Linked DNA regions of Mus musculus: all the other regions are linked to region 1. Evidence: chromatin contacts called from public HiChIP or PLAC-seq data. All regions are on one chromosome and are shown on one strand. The core of a region is the stretch at or near the end of the contact, and the rest is flanking DNA. Distances in the headings are between cores, read along the strand shown. Region 1 holds the start of Timm17a (translocase of inner mitochondrial membrane 17a). Region 2 has its middle 24 kb from the start of Elf3. Region 3 overlaps Gm41955 (a long non-coding RNA gene). Region 4 overlaps Ipo9 (importin 9).

The links. HiChIP or PLAC-seq counts read pairs in DNA pulled down with a chosen protein or histone mark.
Region 2: an H3K4me3 HiChIP or PLAC-seq map of intestinal crypt epithelium shows a contact between it and region 1, with 7 read pairs. The contact joins the enhancer-like site here to the promoter of Timm17a in region 1. A contact is called at or near these places in 1 of 39 promoter capture datasets (the 3T3-L1 cell line), 7 of 115 datasets of contacts at active chromatin or transcription factors (the SCID.adh cell line, bone marrow-derived macrophages, embryonic stem cells and 2 more) and 3 of 9 other capture datasets (adipose tissue, liver and pancreatic islet).
Region 3: a contact with region 1 is called in an H3K4me3 HiChIP or PLAC-seq map of embryonic stem cells, with 8 times the contacts expected there. The contact joins the enhancer-like site here to the promoter of Timm17a in region 1. A contact is called at or near these places in 4 of 39 promoter capture datasets (the HPC-7 cell line, cranial neural crest, hematopoietic stem and progenitor cells and 1 more), 11 of 115 datasets of contacts at active chromatin or transcription factors (the SCID.adh cell line, bone marrow-derived macrophages, embryonic fibroblasts and 5 more) and 4 of 9 other capture datasets (adipose tissue, liver, macrophages and 1 more).
Region 4: an H3K4me3 HiChIP or PLAC-seq map of bone marrow-derived macrophages shows a contact between it and region 1, with 2.1 times the contacts expected there. The contact joins the enhancer-like site here to the promoter of Timm17a in region 1. A contact is called at or near these places in 1 of 15 datasets of contacts at CTCF or cohesin (the NIH/3T3 cell line), 3 of 484 Hi-C or Micro-C datasets (cortical neurons, gonadal supporting cells and nephron progenitors), 5 of 115 datasets of contacts at active chromatin or transcription factors (the SCID.adh cell line, T-cell acute lymphoblastic leukemia, bone marrow-derived macrophages and 2 more) and 3 of 9 other capture datasets (adipose tissue, liver and pancreatic islet).

What each region holds. Positions count from the first base shown.
Region 1 is chr1:135,311,848-135,315,530 of GRCm38.p6, reverse strand. Timm17a (translocase of inner mitochondrial membrane 17a) reads left to right here and starts at 1,794. Exons shown (of 6, transcript NM_011590.2): 1 at 1,794-1,837. The coding sequence starts at 1,812.
Region 2 is chr1:135,233,040-135,236,583 of GRCm38.p6, reverse strand. It overlaps the pseudogene Gm4204. Among named protein-coding and RNA genes, the nearest start is that of Elf3, 24 kb to the left of the region's middle. Within about 2 kb of position 1,848, at least 16 of the 459 cell types and tissues checked have an H3K27ac peak or open chromatin away from gene starts, as enhancers often do. A contact at or near this core is called in intestinal crypt epithelium and intestinal villus epithelium, where this site is marked.
Region 3 is chr1:135,193,821-135,197,372 of GRCm38.p6, reverse strand. The region is part of intron 1 of Gm41955 (a long non-coding RNA gene); the gene reads left to right. Among named protein-coding and RNA genes, the nearest start is that of Gm41955, 6.5 kb to the left of the region's middle. Within about 2 kb of position 1,257, at least 27 of the 459 cell types and tissues checked have an H3K27ac peak or open chromatin away from gene starts, as enhancers often do. A contact at or near this core is called in embryonic stem cells, where this site is marked.
Region 4 is chr1:135,397,852-135,401,606 of GRCm38.p6, reverse strand. Ipo9 (importin 9) reads left to right here. Exons shown (of 24, transcript NM_153774.1): 14 at 1,404-1,563. Among named protein-coding and RNA genes, the nearest start is that of Shisa4, 25 kb to the right of the region's middle. Within about 2 kb of position 1,711, at least 15 of the 459 cell types and tissues checked have an H3K27ac peak or open chromatin away from gene starts, as enhancers often do. A contact at or near this core is called in bone marrow-derived macrophages, where this site is marked.

The DNA.
Region 1 (3,683 bases), core at 545-3,044:
TTGTTGCTATTCTGTAGCTCTATGGCTGGTTGACTCTTATTTCCAAAAATCTGAGCGGGGCAGTGGTGGTGCACGCCTTTAATCCCAGCACTTGGGAGGCAGAGGCAGGCAGATTTTTGAGTTCAAGGCCAGACTGGTCTACAGAGTAAGTTCCAGGACAGCAAGGGCTACACAGAGAAACCCTGTCTCGAAACACCCCCCCACCCAAAAAAAAGTCTGGAAAATATGTCATTTGTCACTGCAGTCTATTACTTATTACATTGGCTTTCCTATTAAATAAGTACCTATATTTAAAAAAATAATTAAAACATGAGTATTTTGTCTGAATTATCTGTGTATCATAAGTGGGCCTGGTGTCTGCAGAGGCCAGCAGAGGGTGTTAGATCCCCTGAAACTGGAGTAACAGACAATTGTGAGTTGCCATTTGTGCTGGGAATTGAACCCCAGTCCTCTAGAACAGTCAGGCTCTTGATTGCTATGCCATCTGTCTAGCCTCAAATATCTAGCTTTGTTTTGTTGTTGTTGTTGTTTTTTTTTTTGAGACAGGGTTTCTCTGTGTAGCCTTGGCTGTCCTGGAACTCACTCTGTAGACCAGGCTGGCCTCGAACTCAGAAATTTGCCTGCCTCTGCCTCCCAAGTGCTGGGAATAAAGGCGTCCGCCACCACGCCCGGCGTTGTTGTTGTTTTAAGGTGGAATGGAACAAGAACTCCCTTTATAGCTGGCAGTGACTGTGTTTTCCTGATAAGGCTGGTGAAACTTCATACTTTTAGCTTTTTCTTCTTTAACAAGGGAAGTCTGGAGTATCTCAGGATGGCTTTGAACTCTAAATGCAACTGAGGATATAACACTGAACTTCAATATGTGCCACCATAACCGTGTGTGTGTGTGTGTGTGTGTGTGTGTGTGTGTGTGTGTGTGTGTGTATGATGCTGGGGATCTGACTTACCAACTTAAGTATGACTATAGCCCTATTTTCAGTCTCTTTTCTCTGGGCTAAACATATCTCATGCTTTCTGGGTTATCCTTTGTGGGGAGGCATGGAAGAGGATCTGGCACCAACGACCCCCAAAATCAATGGTCTCAAATTGGCCATGGCTCCTGAAATGGTCCAATTGTCTCTATAAGATGAACACTTATTTTCGGGCTGCTAAATTGGCTCAGTGGGTAAAGTACTCGCTGTCAGCCCTGACAATTCCAGTTCTGTAGACTCTCCTTAGACCTCCATGCACCCACCAGATCCCGTACATACATCAATTAATAAAAATAATCTTTATTTTAAAAGTTATCTATTACATTCCAGACATTATGACTATATAGATCTGCTCTAAAAGAGCTACATATATTTATTAAAGATTCACTGTTCACGGCAAATTAAGTAGCACTATTAATAAATACCTGACAGCAAAAGCACTTTTTAAAAAATAGCGGCTGGATAGTGGTGACACACACCTTTAATCCAGCACTCGGGAGGCACAGGCTGGCTGATCTGAGTTTGAAGCCAGACTGGGCTACATAAGCGAGTTCCAGGGCAGAGAAACTCTGTCTCGAAAAAAAGGGCAATCAATGTTTATCCCAGGCCACGGGGCTGATCTGAACTCTGTCACTCAGTACTCCGAACCCCCGAACCTCCACGCCCTGGCCGGGGAGCCTCCACGCTCCGGGTCTACAAGGAGTCCGATTGCCATTGGCTGCGGCAGGAAGAGATGCTCCAATCCCCGTCCAGTAGCACGCCTCCGCCTGGGATCACTTCCGTCGCGGGGATCAATTTCCGCCCAGCGTGCCGTAGACTCTCGCGCGGGTTGGAGCCAAGATGGAGGAATACGCGAGAGAGCCGTGGTGAGTTGCCGCCGCCGCCCTTGTCCCTTAATTACCTCCTCCATCCGCCGTGGTCGGAGTCTGAGGTGCAAGCGGAGCTCCGCGCGGCTCGGCGCCGAGATCTGGGCAGCTGTGGGTAGTGTGGATGAGCGTGACAAAGGTGGCTTTTTAGCGCAGTGTGCCAGGACCCCAGCACCCCTGTGACCTTGTGGTGCATTGGGAGGAGGTCCGGTGCTGGGCTTGGTGGAGCTTTGGAACCTCCTCCCTATGGCAGGTGCTGTCGACTTTGTGCGGGGACAATAATGATCCCTTCTGCCTGCTGAGGCGACCTTGAACACGTCCCTAAGCCTCGCTCTGCTCAGTTTCTGCCTCGACGAAGGGAATGTAGATCTCCGAGTGCCATACCCGAGGCCTTATGCCTATGAGGACTAAGTGTCCCCACGATGAAGCATTTCAAATGAGTAGACCACAAATTTCACCCAACATCCAAGGGGGCTGGATGAGCTCCTTGTAGGCTGAAGCGGCCTTTCCTATGTGGAATTCCCGAAGAAAAAAGATATATCAGTATGTGGAAAATAGGAAGAGATGAGCTGCGTGTGTTCTCTGAAAAGCCATGAATAGACATAAATTCATTAAGTGTTTATTAAGTAAGGGCTGTATGCTTGGCTCAAGGTGTAAACAAGAGTAAATCAGGCATAGCTGTTTGCAGTAAATTAATGTAATAGCTGTCGAGTCTCAACAGTTGTTTGAATAAAGCCTCAGGTGTCACAAGCTAATAGATCTTGGTATTCTGGGTTTTTGTTTGTAATGAGCGTCAGGGTATTATCCTCAAATAGTGTGTCTGCCCAGGATTTTAAATTATTATTTGGTGGCACTCCCAAAAGTATGCTTCAGCCTTCTGTCCTCAGAGGAGGTTATCTCCATGTGTTGGGGTTGGATATGCAGGGTTTAGCTGGACTGTATAAATTGGTACTAGATGCCGTATAATGACACAGATTAGCAGGAGGGGTAATTTTGATACATTTGAGTTTTCCCCAGGTCAGGTGGCACAGGCCTCATGAGGTAGAAGCAGGAGAGCCAGCAAGTTTAAGGACAGCCTGGGCTCCATAGCAAGTTCTAGGGCAGCTGGGGTTAGACCTTGTGTCAGACATATTTTCATCAGAGTGCACTGTGCATGCTGGTAATCTCAGCACTTAGGTTCTAGGCTAGCCCAGGATACATAGCAAGGCCATGTCTTGATGTTTGATAAGTTACTGGACATTCCTTTTTTTTCTTGGTGTGTTCTGAGGCCAGCGCTGTCTGAAACAGTAGATGGTTTAATCATTGTCATAATACTTCTTTGTTGCTTTCTCGGAGTGCTTTAGGATCTATAAATAGAGTGGACAGAGTTTGCGGGGGGTTGGAGTACCAACTTTTGTGCTTAAGTTGGCTGTTCTAGTTATTTATTCCATCTGGGGCAGGCTACTTAACTTCTGTGTGAGCCTTCGTTCATTTGTAAAATACAGAGGAGATAGTCCCAGTCTTTTTATCAAGTTAGAAGATTATGAATTCTAAAGGGAAATTAGTCATTATTTAGATTCTAGTGAGCAATAATGGCAAGTTTAAAAGCATACTGTTGCCGGGCGGTGGTGGCGCACGCCTTTAATCCCAGCACTTGGGAGGCAGAGGCAGGCGGATTTCTGAGTTCAAGGCCAGCCTGGTCTACAGAGTGAGTTCCAGGACAACAGGACTACACAGAGAAACCCTGTCTCAAAAAAAAAAAAAAAAAAAAAACCCAAAATAAATAAATAAATAAAATATACTACTGTTATAGTGATGGACCAGGTGCTGGCTTACTATAGCGCTTGTCTTTTATAGGGAGGGACCA
Region 2 (3,544 bases), core at 599-3,098, 79 kb after region 1:
CTTCTGGTCTTGTGCTTTTTTTTTTTTTTTTTTTAAACTATAGCTACATCATTTCCTGCTTCCCCTTCTGCTCTTCAAATTCTCTCATGTACCTCTTTTTTTTTTAAGATTTATTTATTTATTATATGTAAGTACACTGTAGCTGTCTTCAGACACTCCAGAAGAGGGAGTCAGATCTTGTTACAGATGGTTGTGAGCCACCATGTGGTTGCTGGGATTTGAACTCTGGACCATTCAGAAGAGCAGTCGGGTGCTCTTACCCACTGAGCCATCTCACCAGCCCCTGGTCTTGTGCTTTTATGAGAGTCCTGAGTGTGCAAACATATGATGGTATACTCCTTTAATTCCAGAATTCAGGAATCAGAGTCTGGCGGATTTCTACGAATTTGAAGCCCAGCTGGCTTTGTTAACTGGAGCTTCAAGAGACCCCGGATCTCTTGCTCTTCTGGCTCTGAGGGCACCCATAGGTGTGCATACACATAAATAAAGATAGATACATGAATGAATAAATCATTTGTTTAAAGTAGACCTTAGGAACAGTCAAATGGTGTTGGAAGTAGTGGCCCATGCCTGTCACCTCAGCATTCTGGAGACTGAAATAGCTCTGCAACACCTGGCTCCCTTTCTGGGTGGGGGCTTTTACTCTGGACCCTTTCCCCTCCTTCCCTGCCTTCCTTTCCCTGGCTCCCCACACATAGGAAGATAGTTTGTCTGTGGACGGTGGACCCCAGATCAAGGAGGAGAGAGACTAGCTCAGCTCTGACAGCTGTAGACTTTAAAATTAATGATCAATTTATTTTATTTAGAGAAAGGATCTCCCCCTCCTAAGCCTGCCCTGCTTTCCTCTTTTGAGACCTGGTCTCACTTTGTAGCCCTGGCTGTCCTGGAGCTTACTATGTAGACCAGGCTGGCCAGGAACTCACAGAGATCCGCCTGCCTCTGCCTCCTGAGTGCTGGGACTAAGGGAGGTGGATGCCACCAACCATGCCCAGCTGCTCTTCTTTCTTAATAAAATGCCCATGTTTTTATTAAAAGGGGGTAGGGATGGGGCTTTGTTTGTAGAGTGCTTACCTAGCATGCAAGAAGCTGTGGGTGGGTGTGAACCCCCAGCATGACACAACGCTGGCAATAAATAATGGTGCAAGGCTGAAATCTCTGCACTTAAGGAGGCAGAGGCAAGACAGTCACAAGTTCAAGGTCATCCATGGTTATAGACAGTTTGATGCCACCCTGTCTCAAAACAAATACCCACCAGCCACCAAAAACAAAAAACAAAACACAAAAAAACAAAACGAGAGAGAGAGAGAGAGAGAGAGAGAGAGAGAGAGAGAGAGAGAGAGAGAGAGAGAGAGAAATGGATGTACTCCTGGGAAAGAAATGACCCCTCCTGGTATTTCAGGCTCTTGGGCCGAGACGGCCACGCTGTAACGAATCAGCCTGATCTTAAGTTCAGAGTCCAGGTTCTCGCAGGACCCCAGTCCTTGAGGAAGATCTGGCCTCCCACTCTGAAAACACCTTTGTTTTAGCCCCAGGAGCTCTGGTCTCTGAGATTTCCCAACCTCAGATCCTGCCCTGTGCGTTTATCTCACCTGTTGACTCAGAGCCCTGAGATATGGGCCACCCAGTCATTGGCTGCCATTGGGTCTCAGAGGCCCATCTGCACCGGCAGCAGTACGAAGTCCCTTAGATGGTTTTCTTGGGTATTGCCCCAACAGGTATTCTCGAGAAAATGGCCGCAGAAGGTTTGCCGTGAAGCCAGACTCCTTTTTGCAGGCGTAGCCCCTGGGGGAAGCGCCATTTTGCAGCTGCCCATCAGGTATTTACAGTGCAGCTAGCAGGCGCGAGAGCGCCCAGGGCACAGGAATACACACTCTGAAATAGCTCTGCGACACCTGGCTCCCTTTCTGGGTGGGGGCTTTTACTCTGGCCCCTTTCCCCTCCTTCTCTGCCTTCCTTTCCCTGGCTCCCCACACGTAGGAAGATAGTTTGTCCGTGGACCATGGGCCCCAGATCAAGGAGGAGAGAGACTAGCTCTGCTCTGACAGCTGTAGACTTTAAAATTAATGATCAATTTATTTTATTTAGAGAAAGGATCTCACTATGTAGTCCTGACCAGCTACATACAACTTACTAGGTCAGCCGGGCAGATTCTGATTCTCAGAGATCTGACTCCTGAGTGTTGGGATTAAAGGTGTGCGTCCCCATGCCTGGTCACGGCTGTGGAATTTTCCAGCACAGGTTGCCCTAGACCATTGCTCCTTCTTAGACTATTGTTTCAGTGTGCTCTCCTTCAGTAGGCTCCCTTTTTGCACTGTAAGTGACTCAAAGGGATAAGCAGTATATGAATCCCCTAGACGGGGAAAATTCATAGGGTCAGGCAGTAGACAGTAGTTGCTAGGGACTAGACGGTGAGGTGTGGGAACTACTGCTTAACAGACCGTTTCAGCATAGGATCATGGAAAGTTCTGGAGGTGGGGCGTGGAGATCATTGTGCAACAGTGTGCCTGTGGGTGACAGCACAGAGCCCGGCACTCCTGACGTGGCTGAAATGTTAATGTTTGTGTCAGTTTTTCTAGGATTTGAAAAGGTAAGGGTTGGGAAGAAATGGTTTAATGGTAAAAGGGCCTGCTGGGAAAAGGGGAGGACTTGAGTTCGAATCCCCGGCATCTGTGTAAAAAGTTGGGCATGGCTGTCTGTGAGCCTGTAACCCAACTCAATGTTATGGGAGCAGAGAGAGGCAGATGGACCTTGCTAGCCACCAGCCTAGCTCCAGACTCAGTGAGAGATGCCGTCTCAAAGGGATAACATAGAGAAGGATAGACCTGACCATCCAGACTCTGGCCTTAATGTGATGCATGCACACACTCAGAAGCTGAGCATTGTGGGTAAAGGCCTTAGGAGGCTGGAAGCAGGAAGAGGTCGAGATAAGAAGATATTTCGATTTTTCGAGACAGGTTTTTCTGTGTAGCCCTGGCTGTCCTGGAACTCACTCTGTAGACCAGGCTGGCCTCGAACTCAGAAATCTGCCTGCCACTGCCTCCTGAGTGCTGGGATTAAAGGCGTGAGCCACTACTGCCTGGCTGTAAGAAGAGTTTTAATTCAAGCCAGCCTGTGTCTGTATTGAAGATTTTTGTCTTGAACAAATGAAAACCCAGGTAATAAGAATAACATTTTTTTTTGAGTTTTGCAATTTATTTATTGAAACCTTATACATACATTGTTTGGCTGTAGAATTCTAAAATCATAGTTTCCAAAATTTATCCCAAATCACAGAATGATTATAAGGAATACATTAATCACTCATTTTTGTTCCTCAATGTGTTATACAGTGAATTATTTGCTCATTTGGTAAACATTACCTCGTCAGCTTCTTCACCTTCTTCATCATAATCATCGTCATCGTCCTCGATAGCCTCTCCAGTGAAGTACAGCACTGATCTTGGGATTATGCGCTCACGTAAAAAGTGACCAATTTCAAAGTCTGCAGCCAGTATCGCCTCAGCATCATCATCCAGATCGCCATTCTCAGGAACTTCAGGAGGAG
Region 3 (3,552 bases), core at 8-2,507, 120 kb after region 1:
CATGCAAAAAATAAATAAATATAAAAAGGCCTTTCATTGAGAGGGAGGGAGGGGGCTTTGAAGAATGAGACCAGGTATAAATCACTAAGTAACAGATCAAAACACCAGTGATTCCCGCCTTGCCTTTAATCTCAGCCCTCAGGAGGCAGAGGCAAGAGGGTAGATCTCTCACTTCAAGTCCAGCCTGGTCTACAGAGTGAATTCCAGGACAGCCACGTCCTCACTGAGAAACCTTATCTCAAAAAACAAGACAAACCAAAACCAAAACCAAAACTGCCAGAGATTCAATAACTGGTAGGAAAAGCCAGGCCTAGGGTACATGCTTTTAAGCCCAGCATTCATTTGAGAGGGGAGAGTCAGGGAGACCTCAGAGAGTTTGAGGCCAGCCAGATCTACATAATGAGTTCCAAGCCAGCTACAGCTACATAGTAAGACCTGGATGCCTCCATTGACGATTGGTCTTTGGAGAAGTTCCTCAGATAAAATAGAGTTCTTTAGCTGGACAGAAGCTATGGCCATGCTAGCGTAGGAGATGAAGATCAAGTCATGTAAATGGGGGCTGGTGAGATGGCTCAGCAGTTAGGAACCCTTGTCATTCTTGCTGAGGACTTGGTCAGTCCCCGGTATCCACCCGGTTGCAGCTTAGAACTATACACAGGCACATACACATGCAGCCAAAACGCTCACACACATAAAATAAGCAAATCTTAAAAGAATTAAAAACAAATAAATAAGCTCATGCAAATAGCCCTAGACTGTGGGTCTGATCTGTAGACTATGAGAGATGTTTGGTACAAGAATGTAGAAGTCATGACTCCTTTGGGGGTTGAACAACCCTTTCCCAAGAGTCGCCTAAGACCTGGGACAACACAGATTTACATTATAATTCATAACAGTAGCAAAATTAGTTATGAAATAGCAACAAAAATAAGCTTATGGTTGGGCTCACCACAACATGAGGAACTGTATTAAAGGGCCCCAGCATTAGGAAGGCTGAGAGCCACTGCTCTAGAGGCAATGGGGCTCACGCTGGAGTGTGTCACAGGTCTCTGGGTCTGTAGGACAGTTGAGCAGACCTCATGATGAAGAAGGAGAAGCTTTGGAGTTGGGGACGAGAGGGAGGGGACCTCCAGCTGACCCCAGGGAGAAGGCTCATGGGCTGGAAAACAGGATCGCAGGTGCCAAACAGGTCCTTGCGCATGGAAACAGGCTTTGTTGACTTTGGCAGCCCCACCCTCAGCCTCCTCCTGCCCCATGAGGGCCTGAAACTGACACTGGGCCATTCTGGGGGGTTGGAGATGTTCCCAGTCCAGTCCTGTTCAGGCCAGCTGCAGCAGGCTGCTTGCGCTCCTGGCTTGCAAGAGGGCTTAAGAGGCACAAGGGGCTGGTACCCAGGCCCCGCAGGTGAAGGCCAGGGCTGGGGGACATTAAGACTGAAGGATTGGTCTCTTTTTCTCAGACTGTAAGCCCAGCTGAAGGAGATGACTGTTATAAGGACTGCTCCAGGGTGTCCCCTCAGGGGCCTGACATCCAGATAAGTGCTAATTAACCACCACAACAAATCGGCAGTTAAAGAAACAGATGTCCACAACCAGACTGACCGGGAAGGGACAAAGTGGCAGGGCCAGCTCTGCTGTACCACTTGGCAGCAGCCTCTTGGGTTGAGCGGGCATCTCATTCATCTGCCCGCATCAAGGGAGAAACTCAGGTCTCTCCTGACTTGACTGAAGGATTAGGTGGAAGCCATCACTGGGAAGGAGGGGATGAGAGATAAGGAAAAAAAAGCAGTCAATGGAGAAAGATAGGCACGAAAGGGAATAGAGCCTTTAATCCCAGCACTTGGGAGGCAGAGGCAGGCAGATTTCTGAGTTCGAGGCCAGCCTGGTCTACAGAGTGAGTTCCAGGATATCCAGGGCTGCACAGAGAAACCCTGTCTGGAAAAACCAAAATCAAAAAAAAAAAAAAAAGGGAATAGAGAACTGTGTGTGCTCACGTGTGTACATGTACACATATGAAATGTGTGTATTACTTGTGTATATACATTATTGTTATTGTTGTTGTTATAATTTTGAAACAAGGTCTCACCATGTAACCCTGGCTAGCTGTGTAGACCAGTCTGGCTCCAACTCTTAGAGATCCAACTGCTTCTGCCTCTGCAGTGATGGTGTTCAAGACAAATACCACTTCATCTGGCCTTAAAAAATTTTAAACAGTTTTTAAATTCACTTTGTAGACCAGGCTGGCCTCGAACTCAGAAATCCGCCTGCCTTTGCTTCCCGAGTGCTGGGATTAAAGAGGCGTGCGCCACCACGCCCGGCTTTTTTTTTTTTTTTTGTTTTGTTTTGTTTTGTTTTGTTTTGTTTTGTTTTTTGAGACAGGGTTTCTCTGTATAGCCCAGGCTGTCCTGGAACTCACTTTGTAGACTAGGCTGGCCTCGAAATCAGAAATCCACTTGCCTCTGCCTCCCAGGTGCTGGGATTAAAGGCATGTGCCACCACGCCCGGCTTTAAACGTTTTTGATAAATTATTTCATGTAGCAAGCCGGCCTGCCGCTTACAAGGACTGGGTACACCTGGGAGGCAGGCTGGGGCTGAAAGATCCAGAGAAATAATGGAGCCAAGATGATTCCCTGTTCAAGGCTCAATGTTTACTAGCAGTCTGTGCTTATAAAGGGGGGAAGCCCATCCCCTGCCATGCCAGGCTTCTTGATGTTTTGTTGCCACATTGTTAGCACTAGTCCGCCAGAGCCGTTAGCAGTAAGTCGCCAGTTCCACTCTTGGTGCCTGGAGTCATTCCAGGCTGCCAGGCTGGCAGTTTATTCAGGAATCTCTCAGGAAGACAGGTTCAGACTCTTGGCAGGTGGCAGAATCTCAGGGCAGTTGTCACTTCAAAAGAAGCCAGCCAAGTCAGAAAGCTGCACCGCAGGTGGGCCCACCTCAGTAACAAGGTTTGTACCAGCCCGCTTCAGGCTGGGGGAGGCTACAGTTTCACTTATCCCAGGCTGGCCTTGAACCTCTGATCCTCCTGCCTCTACCTCCCCAGTACTGGAATGGCGCTGAGATTACAGGCCTGAGCCACCCTGCCCAGTCTTGTGTGGTTTTGGAAACAGAAGCCAGAGCTCGATCGACTGAGCTACACCCAGAGTCCAACACTGAACAAATGTATTTACTGTTTGCCCAGCTGGCCTTAAATGTGTGATCTTCCTGCCTCAGTCTTCCAAGTGTTTTGATTTCAGGTGTGTACCTCAGAACCCAGCTCCAGTGTTCTACACTTTGTTACATCCCTTTTCAGAGAGCTCTCAGAAAGGTAGAAAGGTGATCTAAGAAGACCATCATGAAGGATGGAGAGGTGGGGTAGCACAGAATTCCAGGAATACGCTTTCTGGGCAAGGCAAAAGGACCAGCAATAGGAGAGTAGGAGGGAAGAGCAGGAGAAGTGCCACACACAGGCCATAGCCGACCTTGGTTCTTGTGGGCAAGCACCCTTCAGCTTATCACCCTGGTGCTGGCCAGTTCAGGGCTTCCTGTTCCATTTCTGCTGGCCATGTAGTCA
Region 4 (3,755 bases), core at 462-2,961, 86 kb before region 1:
GTGCTGTATATATGTGCACACATCACATACATATATATTCATAAATGAGATTAAAATCTTTAATCAAGAATTGCGGCTTGTATCTATTCTGTTAGTTATAATAGCCATGATACCATATATGTATCATAAAACCTCTGGAAAGTGCTGTTGATCATTTGGGAAGGAATGAGAGTAAAAAAGTTAAAAGGTGATGGTTTTAGCTTTAAGGACTTTCAGAAATACCTAAGCCATACTTTGGCAGTTACTACCTCTATATCTAAAGTGATAGTAATTATTTCCTAGTTTGTTAAGAGCTATTCAATAATTCCTCAATTTGATATTTTAGAGTGATTGACTAAGCTCTTTGACAAGCTGAAGGCATTCAGTATTCTCTTTCTTGGTTTTGTTTTTGTTTTTGTTTTTCAAGACAGGGTTTCTCTGTAGCCCTGGCTGTCCTGGAACTCACTCTGTAGACCAGGCTGGCCTCGGAACTCAGAAATCTGCCTGCCTCTGCCTTCAGAGTGTTGGGATTAAAGGCGTGTGCCACCACGCCCCACGCATTCAGTATTCTTTTTTTTTAAAGATTTATTTATTTATTATATGTGTGTACACTGTAGCTGTCTTCAGACACTCCAGAAGAGGGCATCAGATTTTTGTTACGGATGGTTGTGAGCCACCATGTGGTTGCTGGGATTTGAACTCAGGACCTTTGGAAGAGCAGTCAGTGCTTTTAACCGCTGAGCCATCTAACCAGCCCCCGCATTCAGTATTCTTAAACAGTTCATGCTTAGCAGGAAGTAGTAATTCTTACACCAGTAGATTAGAATATCAAACAAAGTACAGCATATGAGAAAGCTGAACACACAGAATTACAGTGGCTCAGAGATAATTTGAGATTGCTGCAGACTGAGAGATCATAGAGAGTATGAAGGGAACGTGTTGACTTGTGATTTAAACAAAGCTCAGAGCTGACAAAGCAAGATATGAGTTCTGAGTCCGGATGTGTGCTTGAGCTTAGTAGCCATCAAAGATGTCTTGAATGTCAGCACTAGTTTCATGTGTATTTGGTGGACTGTGGACTTGTTTGTCAGGTTATTAATAGAGGGATAGCAGCTATAATTGATGTTCTAGTGTTGAGACAGTAATGGGAAGGAAGAGACGGTGAGAAGGATTTAGAAATGGACTAGTGCAGGTAAGCAGCCGTGAGGGCTTCGGTCTTAGAATAGTCCGAGGTAGAACTGAGAAATGGGTTCTGTATCATTTATTGCACATATGCCTTTACCATGTGGAATTGTTCTTTCTTTCAAATAAGTCATCTATGTTTATAGCATCCAATATTTGCTAGCGTTTGAGAAATAGAGTTGGGGCGGAGCAGGGGGAGAGGAACTTTTCATCATGCAGCCTGTAATTGCTCTTCCTCCTAGCATCTCCTTTCCTCTTGGGCCGGGCACTGTGGGCTGCCAGTCGCTTCACTGTCGCTATGTCCCCTGAACTGATTCAGCAGTTCCTACAGGCAACAGTCAGTGGTCTTCATGAGACACAGCCCCCATCAGTTCGCATCTCTGCTGTGAGAGCCATCTGGGGGTAAGTACACTGCTCTAGAATGCTAAGAACTGCTTGACGAGAAATGGCTCAGCTGGAGAACATCACCGATGTCCCATGCATTGTGTTGCCTAGAAATTTCTCCTAGACCTCTTCAGGAAGAATACTGGAGGAAAAGGAAAAGAAGCTCTACTGGTGACTCCAGAAGGCGGTCCCTTTGTTCCTTATTCCCTTTCAATTCAAAGAGCAGCCTCCTCTCTTCAGTGAAGGCACTTAACCCAAGGCTCTGAATAATTTGCATAATGTTGCATAATTGTGAAGGACATAAATCTAATTAGCAGCCACATCACTGTGTTGGTAGTCTGTGCAATAGAATCCAAATTTGGGGAGAATGTGGCATAGAAACAAGCTCATATCTCCCAGTTTCACTTCTCTTTTTCATAGGCAAAGACTAGAGGTTTCGTAGTCATTACTTAAGTTCATACTCGGACTAGGGGACACGTTGGTATTTGAAATTTTCAGTTCATAGTTTTATTTTATGTATATGAGTGGTTTTTTGAGCATGTCTGTGTTCCATGTGCATGTTTGGTGCTTACGGAGGTCAGAAGAGAATATCGCATCCCCTGAAACTGGAGTTATAGACAGTTGTAAGCCACCTTGTGAGTATAAGGAATTGAACCCAGGTCCTCAATAGGAACGAGTGCTTTTAACTGCTGAGCCCTCTCTCTAGGCCTGGACATTTCTAGTTTGAAGGCTATTTTAAGATCCAAATTTAAGCATCTCAATTGAATTCTATGCATGAGAATTACAGAATTCATGTTCCTACCGTATCTTGACATTTGAGACAATGAGAATCCATGCATTGAGGGGAGAGAGGAAAGGAGGGAGATCCTTCGGGGACATTGAGGAGTCACCCAGTCCGCCTGTGTGTATTGATTAGTGCTACAACCATGAACAGAGATCAATCTTTTCCTGCGCAATCTTGGTAGAGCCGATCTTTGGCTCTGAATAAATTTAAAATCTCATTGTGCTAAGAGAAACCAAGTACAGCTTTTCAGAGAGCTCTGAAACCACTCTTAAATGGCTGAGGAGGGAGGCATAACCTGCTTAACCACTTGCCTGTATTACTTCTGACCTTTGTAAAACCTGATTTTTTTTTTTATCTACATGCATTCATTAGTCCCTGAAGCATTAAACATCCCTTACATCAAATGTCAGTATAAGATTAAAAGCAGGAGCTGGAGAGGTGGCTCAGCAGATAAGAGAACATACTGTTCTTGAAGAGGAACCAAGTTTGATTCCTAGTACCCACAGCAGGCAGTTCACAACTACCTGTAACTCCAACTCCTGGAGACCTGAAACACCCAGACGTTTTCATACATGGACATGGATAGATAGATAGAGAGATAGATAATAGCAACAACAATGTTTTAAAGAAAAAAGTTTAAAGCCTTTGTCAACTAAATAAGAACAAAACCATTAAAACCTATGTATATCTTAATTAAAACTTTTTTTAAAATATAGGCCATGAGAAAAGTCATAATAAATGTAAAAACAGATTATTGGTAAAAGAACTATTCTACTTTGTGCTGTGATTTTACAGAAATGTTCAGAGTTGCAAACTGAGAGTTTGATGGAAGTGTGTAAATACTCATGTTAAATGCCTCTTGTCTTCTGGGATGGTTTAGACAACAGTCAAACATAACTCACTTATGTTGGTTCTCACAGGAAAAATTAGGATTTAAAAAAAAAAACAAAAAAACCAACCAAGCTGGGTGGTGGTGGCACATGCCTTTAATCCCAGCACTTGGGAGGCAGAGGCAGGCAGATTTCTGAGTTTGAGGCCAGCGGGTCTACAAAGTGGTTCCGGGACAGCCAGGGCTACACAGAGAAACCCTGTCTCGAAAAAAAAAAAAAAAAAAAAAAAAAACAACAACAAAAAAAACCCTTTCATTTATTGTTATAACTGTGGTTATTTACAATAAGCTTTAGTTTTATAGTCAGAAAAGAACAGTGAGGGGCTGGAGAGCTGGCTCAGCAGTTGAGAGCATTGGTGTAAGTCATGAGGACCTGCATTAAGATCCTAGCTCCTGTGTGAAAGGCTGGCAGCCCTGACACTTCTGTAACCCCAGCTCCAAGGGAGTTGGAGAAAGACAGGAGACTCACTGGGGCTTGCTGACTTCCAGCCTACAGAAAAAACAGGCCCCAAGTACAGAGAAAGACCTTGCCTCAAC